Regions from separate parts of the Anas platyrhynchos genome. Here region 2 is linked to region 1. Evidence: chromatin contacts called from public Hi-C data. All regions are on one chromosome and are shown on one strand. The core of a region is the stretch at or near the end of the contact, and the rest is flanking DNA. Distances in the headings are between cores, read along the strand shown. Region 1 overlaps MAP3K14 (mitogen-activated protein kinase kinase kinase 14). Region 2 has its middle 12 kb from the start of MYO1D.

Region 1 (4,725 bases), core at 380-2,879:
GGCTGCACTTGGCAACCTTTTGCTTTGTGATGTCCACAAGAATGATGTACTCCAAAGAGAACCAACAGCAGTGAAACACATTCTGGACGTCTGCAACCTCTTTGTTTGGAGATGATCACATTTTACACTTGGATGAGTCTTGGTCCCACAGACACTCAGAGTCTCTTTCAGGGCCAGCCAAAAAGGCCCATAGTGGGGTTCCCTGGAGTCTGCCAGTATCTCCTCCACATTAACAAGCAGGAAGCATCACAGCCAAACACAGCCTGTTTCCCTTAGCTGGTATTACTGCTCCTGAAGAAAAGGTCAGAGTGATTCTTCTATAGGCAGAGGGGAAAGAAGTTATCTTTCTAGTCAAAGAGAAGGATTTTTAAACTGGAGCACAGGTACTTTTTAAGATGGAGCTCAACAACTATAAGCCAACTGCATCCTGGACATCCAGCATGGGATGGAGGGGACTGTCCCCCTCTGCTCTGCCCTTGGAGTGCTGCATCCAGGTCTGGGGCCCCCAGCACAACAAGGATGTGGAACTGTTAGAGGAGGGTGTAGAGGAGGCCATGAGGGATGCTCAGAGGCTGGAGCACCTCAGATATGAAGAAATACTGAGAGATCTGCTGTTGTTCAGCGTGGAGAAGAGGAGGCTCCAGGGAGACTGCATTGCAGCCTTAGAGCGACTTTTTACATGGGCAGAGAGTGATAGGACAACGGGGAATTGTTTTAAACCAAAAGAAGGGAGATTTAGATAAGTTATTAGGATGAATTACTTTACCCAGAGGCACTGGAACAGGTTGCCCAGGGAAGGTGTGGATGCCCCATCCCTGGAGGTGTTCAAGGTCAGACTGGATGGGGCTGGGGGCAACATGGGCTGGTGGGAGGTGTCCGTGCCCATGGCAGGGATTGGAATGAGATGATCTCTAAGGTCCCTTCCAACCCAAAACAGTCTATGATTCTATGAACTATGATACCTATGATGATTTCCAATGGTTTGTAGTTCATAAAGTATCTTCTGGTACCACACTTACAACAACAGCACTCAAGTTATGTAACTAAACACATCATTAGGGTCCCTGAACGGACTTCTGGTTCGCTGATTTTAAGAAAGGATGAGGCTGCATGATAGAAGAAATTATTTAGACAAAATGCCGTACTTAAACAACTCCCAGCTTTGTGTCTTACCTGGCTGCTTATCCCAGTGGCAATGTCTCCCACCTTTGTTCTCTGGAAATCCCTGATGTGTAAATTTTCTCCGCTTAGCAACTGGACCTGGATTTTCACTCCTGAAATGTGAAAGAGAAGTCATTAACTTCTGCTGTACGCATAACAACTTCACAGTCCCACACTGGAGAATTGACTATCAATACACAGGCATCAAAAGACCAGTGTTTTGTGTTGTTGTTGTTTTTTTTTTTATCATCAAGTATTTCATTTATGTAGGTCTTGGCAGGGCACACAGGATTGCTGAAGAAAACAATGACTCACAGAGCAGAGCTGGATTTAGCAAGAAAGCAGCTGAAGAGACATACTGATTTGTACAACATGCCCTCAAAATTACTCTGTAGAAATTTATGGTTATAAGGCATATAGTCTTGCACATGGCAGCTGCACAAGGCGAGGCATAAAGCTGAATCAGACTCCGTGGGTTCAGGAGCTTCTTTGGCTTTTATTGGATTATACAGACTTGACTTCCACCCACCTATGACTGGAGCAGACTTGGCCTCTTGACAGCCCATATGCTTTCAGGAGAGTCTGTGCTGACACAGGAACTGAAGGGTATGAAGAATTCAAAGACTCCATACCCCAGATCTGCTAGATACTGAGAAAGCTGTACCCAATCATTTATCTAGACTTCACAAAGATGGACTCACCATTGAAATAGCTAGGAGTGTCCGTGTGACGGCTGCGATTCAGTAGGTTGTTAAAGCTGAAGCTCTGTCCATCTGTCTGGCTGTTCCAGGAATGAATCCCTGAGCTCATAGTGTCCCTCAAGCTATGCGAAGCCTTCATGGAGTTCTGCAGAAGTAAGCACAAGTCTGTCAAATGCTCCTAAAGAACATGAGCTTCCACGAGATGCCAAACATGAAAATAACCTCAAGGGAAAAAAAATAATCCACAGGGATGTGCAATTGGGCCTTGACTTACTCAGCATTTACCCGACATCTAGAAAAGGGGATGTATAACAATGCAACAGTTTGCAGACACAGAAAGCTATTCTCAATAATCAAATCAGTAATCAGCTGAAGAGTTGGATGAAAAGAAAAAAAGGGTTTCATCATACTGACAGAAGAATAAAGCATCAGATAAATCTAATGTTGTTAAGTGACAATGCACAGGAAAAAACAGTAACTCTACATAAACAACTGCATTGTTGTGCTTGTTGGAAAAGTCTCTGTTATCTTAGAGTCATGGGAGGTCAACCTGACAGCAACAGCTTATGGGTAAAGACCCATCAAAAGTCACATCAGTTGTTAGGGTTATGAGCTAGGCAAAAGAAATAGAGAAAAAAGCAGAGTCACATCCCATGTTGTATCAACATCTGAACTACTGCAAAGAACTGTGCTCAACTCTCCTCAGAAAGCACTACAATACTGAGAAGAGGAACAGAAATAGGAAGCAAAGATGATCATGTTCAAAAATGACTCCTGCAGATGGCAGGCTACACCATTTTGGACTCCCTGTCTGAAAGCAATGATTGAAGGCTTACAATTAAATTACATCCTTCCTGGTACAACAAGGCTTATTCTGTGTTGTTGTTTTTGTTTGTTTTTAACTGGTATTCCCTACCTTATGAATAACGGAGTTAAAGCAACCGATTAATTAAACCTAGTGTTTAAATAATATACAGGTCATTAGTATGAGTAGGTTAAAACACATTTGTGGAGATCAGATCCATAGGCTGGGAGTGAATATCCGGGAGAAGGGTTACTGTTCTGCCCCATTCTTCTGCTCCATCCCTAAACATCCCTCCAGTGGCCAGGAAGAAGATCCTTGGCCATCGGGTCCAACTCAGTACAGTTCCTATGCTCGCTCACCCCTACTTCTTCAGTTCCTTGATTCTACATGAATAGGATCAAGGCCACTGATGTTTTCCAGATCCACACACTTGATGCTTACTGTGAAAACACAGCCCAGAAGAGCAACTGGAAGAAAGGGATCATCGTGGGACAACAAACTGAAAAACAACTAAAATCCTAAACAACTAAACCCCATTGCCTAAGAACAAAGTTTCATCCCTCCAGTATGCTGCAGAAAAACAGATGTCAAAAGCAACAAGAAATGTGAAAAGCTCCAGATGTTCACTGGTCACAGCTTCCAGAGGCGGTTACCCTGTGACCCCTCCACACCCCCAGTAACACAACGAGCATCCACGTATATTCACCTTCTCACTGGCATCTGACACAAATGGGCTGTCGATGCTGAGACATGAAAGCATTTGTTCTTGCTCTTCCAGCGAGTAAGGCTGTGAAAGGCTGTTCAAAAACAGTTCTGCAAGCAGAAAGAAAGGGAAGGAAAACATTTAAAGTGATTCCTTTTGTGAGTTCCTGCTCCAATCCCAGTTATAACAATTAATACTCTTAATAATCTTAATAATCTTCAGTGTTAGATAATGACCACTGACACTGGTGTCTATAAACTACCTGACACATAATTCCTCTGGTATTGCTACCACGGGGAAAATAGGGAAACTGAGCCAGAAAGGACAGAGGAGTCGTGCAGTGACATGCAAAAAGTCAGAAAGGGCTTGCACCCAGGAGTTCCCAGTTCTTGCCTACTGTGCCACCTGTCAGTCTGCACTCTACACCATCTGCATCATACCAAGGAAAGGGACAATCTGAGGTACTCTGCTCTTGCACTAACTTGTGTTGATGATATCCAGACCTGACAAGGATGATGGAGGTCCAAAGCCATTTGAGAAAAAAGACAGCCCTCAGCAACTCCTACAATGATATTCCTCAGTTCTCTGACAAGTTACATTTCAAGACACTTTTTTTCTAGCTTGAACTTTTCAATTCAGTTATGAAGACAAGAAAATATGGGATAAACAATTGAAAGGTTGAGGTAATGGAACTGGACTATTACTTCACTGATTTTTCACTCTGAACTTAATCTCATGTTTTCAGATTCTGTATTGTTGGCTGGTGGGTATAGCTTTTCCAATGCCATAGACTGACTTCAACTACACTGCTTTGTTTGAAGTCTCCCATTCAAAAGGCTTATCCCTTTATTAAAAGAATTATTTTTGAAGTATTCAAACCTTCATCTGAAGCTAGAACTGCAGAGACTGTTTATACAGTGCGCATAAGCACACATCTGAAAACTGGCTGCTTTTTGAGAGGTTCCCACACCTCCCACAGAAGTTCACTACACAGGTCAGACAGTGGAAGGAAATCCTGACCACTACCTTCATGGCATGTTTAGTTGCTTAAGAGCTACTAGTTTTGATAATTTCAAGGAAGGGCAAACCATTCGTATAACAAGAGATGCACTATGAACAAAATGACATTCCCAAAGAAATAAAATAACTGCCAAAAGGCCAAAATAAAGCAGCTGTGTTTTTATCATGTTCTTAAGCAAAAAGCTGAATTCCCTACGTATCTCATCACTTACCTATTTCCAGCTGCTGAAGCTCTTGTTCTGAAATGGTTGTTGCTTTCTCCACATGGCTGCAGCTCTTCAGGGGGAGAGGAGTCGAGGAGAGAGGTGGTGGATCCCAGATCCCAGATAACTCCT
Region 2 (4,656 bases), core at 1,398-3,897, 35 kb after region 1:
TTTACAGTAGTCCTAGATGATTACTGTTACCACGTGGGGCTCTGGGAATTCTTTTTCCAAGACTAGTATTTCAAAAGTGGGCAAAGCCCCCACAGCAAATGTTGCTGGTCTGTAGCATGGAGAAGTGGAACAGTAGATTAAATTCCCTCAATCTCAATGAAAGTGCCCCAGTTTTATCCTTGCAATCCTACAGGCAAAGTTTGGAGGCAGTGTTTGTATTTGGTTAATTCCTGTAAACCAGCTGGGCTTGCCAGGACTTAAGCCGAGCTTTAGAGAACCCCTCTCTCGCTCTGGAGGTCACTGTAACTTACTCCTTTTCTATCCTGTCCTTTTCAAGATGTGAGGCTCTCTGTCTTCCTGGGTGCAAATCCCACCATGCAGGCAAGGGGTGGAACAGAAATGCCCGGTGCAGCTGGGGTCGGGCTGATAGATCCGGTCCTTTTCTGACACAAGCATCCTTTTCTGTTGATCAGATGGGAAGGAAGTTCTGGAGGAAAAGGAAATGCAGTCACCAAGAGCTTTCCAGACAGTAGCATGCATGTGGCCTGAGCTTCCTCCGAGTCTCTGAGTTCCGGTCGCTGCACTGTTCAGATAGAAAAAGGCAGGTTGTTCTGCAGGGCGGCCGGCAGTCTTGGGACTGAGAAAGCAGCCAGGGTATGTTTGGTGATGAACATGTGAAGTGAACTTCTGTCACTGCCAAATGCTTTAAATAGCTTGAGCCTCACCCTTGAGTGCAATCAGCAAGGATCTATCCAGACCTGGTCACAAGGTTTGGGAACGAGGGTACGATTCTCGTGCTGCCACTTCAAAAGACAAATTGGGAAAGGTTCAGAAAACTTTACAAGAATGATTGGCAGTATGACAAACCCACTGACCAGATATGAAAGCAATGCTGTATTGAGTTTGTTTAACTAAGAATAGTTCAAGGAGTGACTTGATCACAATCTCCTACAAAGATTCTGAAGTTAGAGAGTTATTTATTTTAACAAAAGAAAGGATGATGAGTGCCAGCAGCCAGGAGGAGAAAGGAGGCAAATTCAGGCTATCACAAAGAGCAGGAAAGGTTCACTGGAACCATTTGAACCACTCCATCAGTGATGTCCTAAAATCAAATCAAGTGTCTGTCTGAGCTGCAGGCTTGACCATCTCCAGCAGTAATTCCTGCATTAAAATAAATGGGTCTTGCCACAGCATGGAAGTGCAGCAGAAGATAAACGTATCATTATATCATATCCCTGTCTTGTGTCATGTTACGCTGTAAATTATTTAACTCAGAGGCAAACTTTGTTCTGGCTCGTGTAACACCAGATGCAAAAAGAGCCTTATTCATCAACAAGATCCCAAGATGCTCTTGCAACAGACATCATGGGGAAAAGTTGTTGCATTGCCAAGTTTAGATGGGAGCCTAATTCTGTTCTCCATATACACAGGCTTAGACATGTCTTAACCAATCAAAGAATTATTATAAATAACAGCAACAATTCTCATATTAGATGGAAAGCAGCTTCTAGCCTGTGAAGATGAGAAATAGGTTCCTCTTTTTTAACATGAATGCACACCTTTAAAAAGTCACTTCTGAAAAAAAAAAAAAAAAAAGGAAAGAAATTCTTAAGAATGCTTTTCTTAAGAAAAATAGGTTCAAAAATAGGTTCAAGAATAATATAAAGCATATTTAATCCCCTCCTACACACAGGACACTCATTCTCCCTCCCGCCACATGCATATTCAGACTTCATGACAAAGGAGCCTGTGCTGCCAGCTATATCATCTTGAACCACATATTTTACCCCATTCCTTGAGCAGAAACCAGTGTTTCTTTGGCTGTTACATGAAAGTGCTGCATACACTATTTTAAAAAATCCAAAGATCCTTTTTACCAGTGATCCCATTTTTAGGACTGGTCCCTCTGCTTCTTGACTTGTGGAAAAGCCTCTCTGTAGCTGCACTGTATTTTCCCATCCCAGCCATGGACTTAAGAGCTGAAACCAGATTGCTACAGAGCCCACCATCTACATGATGCTGAGTGACCACCAGCAGGATGAGTGCTCTTCCTACTGCCAATGCAGCACCCCTCACCTGGCGTCATTCACCGAAGTGAATTGTGTGGGCTGCATCTCTCCCATGCCTGTATGCACATGGCACGAGGACCTCTTCCAAGGTTGCCTCAGGTTTTTCCCTGAGAACTGCACAGGATTTACCTGTCATGGCAGAGCTTTCAGGGAAAGCTTGGGGCATGATGGTGCCTGAATGGCACTGCCCTGCAGAAGTCAGATGAGCTTCCGAGCTGTTCTTTCTCCAAGGGGGGAATCCCTAAAGAGCTAATGGGACACATGGGAAGGAGCCCAAGGACAGGCCCTTTCCCAGCAAACCGTCTTGGTTTCCAGTGATCCACAGCTTCAGGACTTTGTCAAGTGGATGGCCATCTCTGGACTTGTGTTTATCAGCCCTTGTGGGAACCTCCACTTTTGGAGACAAGCACATGGGAGAAGAAAAAGGTTTTGGTGACACCCACTGTGGAATTCTCCATCTTCGCTGTGTGCACCAGTCACTCTCAGCAGTTTCCTCTCTGCCCCTTCCCAATGTCCTGTGTGCCTGAAAAACAAGAGTAAACCCAACCAGCGCTCAGGTCTCTTCCAAAAACAATTACATCATGTTTAAGCCATCAAGCATGTGATTTCCCGGCGCTGAAACTGAAAGCAGCCTCTCTCTGGGAGAGGAAGAGAAGCTGTGCAATAGGCAGCTTGGATTCAGGAGGAAAAGCTTTATCTGCCCTCCGCAGAGAGGAGATAAAAGGACTGCGAATCAGCACCTCTGCAGCACCATGCAGGAGGGCGGGCTGTAGCCTTTGGAGAAGGAGAACACTTTTAGTATTCAGATATTTAGATATAGTGTTTTAGTATTTAGATTTTCAGCATATTTCCTAAGAAACTTGCTCATTTCTTCCAGAGCCATAAAGTGTTTTTTTTTTGTTTGTTTTTTTTTTTTTTGTTTGTTTGTTTGTTTGTTTGTTTTGTTTTGTTTTTGTTTTTGTTTTTGTTTTTCCTGTTTTCTAAGTGGGAGTTTGAGCACTAGCACAGTGGGTGCACCTGCCTGGTTTAGTGTGTTAAGGCAAAGGGATGCAAGGAAATCTCAGCTTGCCTAACCCCATGCACCACAGAGCCCCCAGTTCCTATGTGGCAAGAGGTGTTGCTGAGTCCCACAGCAGCAGCACGAGGCGTTTCCTGTGCCCAGGTTCTTGCCAGCTCCTCCGTTTCTTGTCCTGTTTTCCTGCCGCCTCATGACTAAGGGGAGGGAAGTGCAGGGGGGTGAGACTGGCTCTGCTCCCACAGTTAGTGCCTGGCCTGACTCAGGTCCCATGTGGACGACTCACAAGGATCCCCTTTGATCCATGCACAGTGAGGAGGCTGCAAAATGAGGACAGAGGCTACAAAAGCTGCAGAATAACTAAGCCAAGTGAGGAAACCTACTGAGAACTTTTGTCTGAGACAAATCCCAGTCTTGGGAGACTCAGGTGTGTTTCCCCAGCTGGGACAGGCAAGTCTGCAACTTGAAGACTCTGGCTGAGAGAAGGGTTTCCTGAAACCATCCAGCTTCTCTTTCCTGAAAGCTTTGCTCAGTGGATTAGCAGATGTCTTTGTTGAAATCCCGGCTACCTGCCAAGGATTACTGTAAACACTTGGCAAGGTGCAGCCTCTTGGCACTGACGCTGGGTGTTGGAGAGAGGAGCTGCAGTTCACCTCGCTGAGTGGCACTTTTGATGTTCACACTCACAAATAAGCTGTTAACTGGAAACACCCCAGGCAGGGGTAATGCATCTGCTGCAGAAACTCTCACCCCCAAAACATCAGTTTATTTTTGTTCTCCCACATCTCTTACCAAGGAGTGGTAAGGGGTTATTTGCCTGTTTACTGGGAGTGGAAGCGGCTGTTCCCAGTCCTGTGAAGTCCCACACACTTGACACAGTCCCACGCAGTGGCCAGAGTAAAGACAGCATCTGTGTGGTGCCTGGTGTCAAAAACAAGAGAAGACTGCAATAGAATCACAGAATTGTAGACTCACTGAACTTGGAAAAGACCTTCAAGATCACCAAGTCCAACCATCAACCTGACCTACCAAGTCCCATCCGTAAACATCTCCCCACTAAGGTGCCACATCCACACACTCTAAATACCTCCAGGGCTCGGGCCTCCACCCTGGGCAGCCCATTCCAATGTTTGATCACTCTCTCCATAAAGAAATTCTTCCTAATTTCAAACTGAAACCTCTCCTGGCACAGCTTGATCCTATTTCCTCTTGTCACCTGAGAAAAGAGACCAACACCCACCTCGCTACAACCTCTGTCAGGTAGTTGGGAAAGCGATGAGGCCTCAGCCTCCTCCTCTCCAGACTAAACAGCCCAGTTCCCTCAGCCTCTGCTCATAACTCTTGTTTTCCAGTCCCTTCAACCAGCTTCGTTGCTCTTTCCTGCATTCACTCAAGCACCTCGATGTCCTTCTTGTAGTGTGGGATCCCCAAACTGAACACAGTACTCGAGATGGGGCCTTACTAGAGCTAAGCACAGAGGGACAATCACTTCCCTGGTCCCGCTGGCCACGCTATTTCTGATACAGGCCAGGATGCTGTCGGCCTTCTTAGCCACCTGGGCATGCTGCTGGC

The links. Hi-C and Micro-C count contacts between places; a contact is called where the count stands out from the background.
Region 2: a contact with region 1 is called in a Hi-C map of liver, with 3 times the contacts expected there. The contact joins two enhancer-like sites. A contact is called at or near these places in 2 of 8 Hi-C or Micro-C datasets (liver and subcutaneous adipose tissue).

Annotation. Positions count from the first base shown.
Region 1 is chr28:6,018,097-6,022,821 of IASCAAS_PekinDuck_T2T, forward strand. It overlaps MAP3K14 (mitogen-activated protein kinase kinase kinase 14), which reads right to left. Exons shown (of 16, transcript XM_027445217.3): 12 at 4,603-4,725; 13 at 3,374-3,480; 14 at 1,863-2,007; 15 at 1,174-1,274. Among named protein-coding and RNA genes, the nearest start is that of MAP3K14, 20 kb to the right of the region's middle. Within about 2 kb of position 1,630, at least 1 of the 8 cell types and tissues checked has an H3K27ac peak or open chromatin away from gene starts, as enhancers often do.
Region 2 is chr28:6,051,799-6,056,454 of IASCAAS_PekinDuck_T2T, forward strand. No RefSeq gene overlaps it. Among named protein-coding and RNA genes, the nearest start is that of MYO1D, 12 kb to the right of the region's middle. Within about 2 kb of position 2,648, at least 1 of the 8 cell types and tissues checked has an H3K27ac peak or open chromatin away from gene starts, as enhancers often do.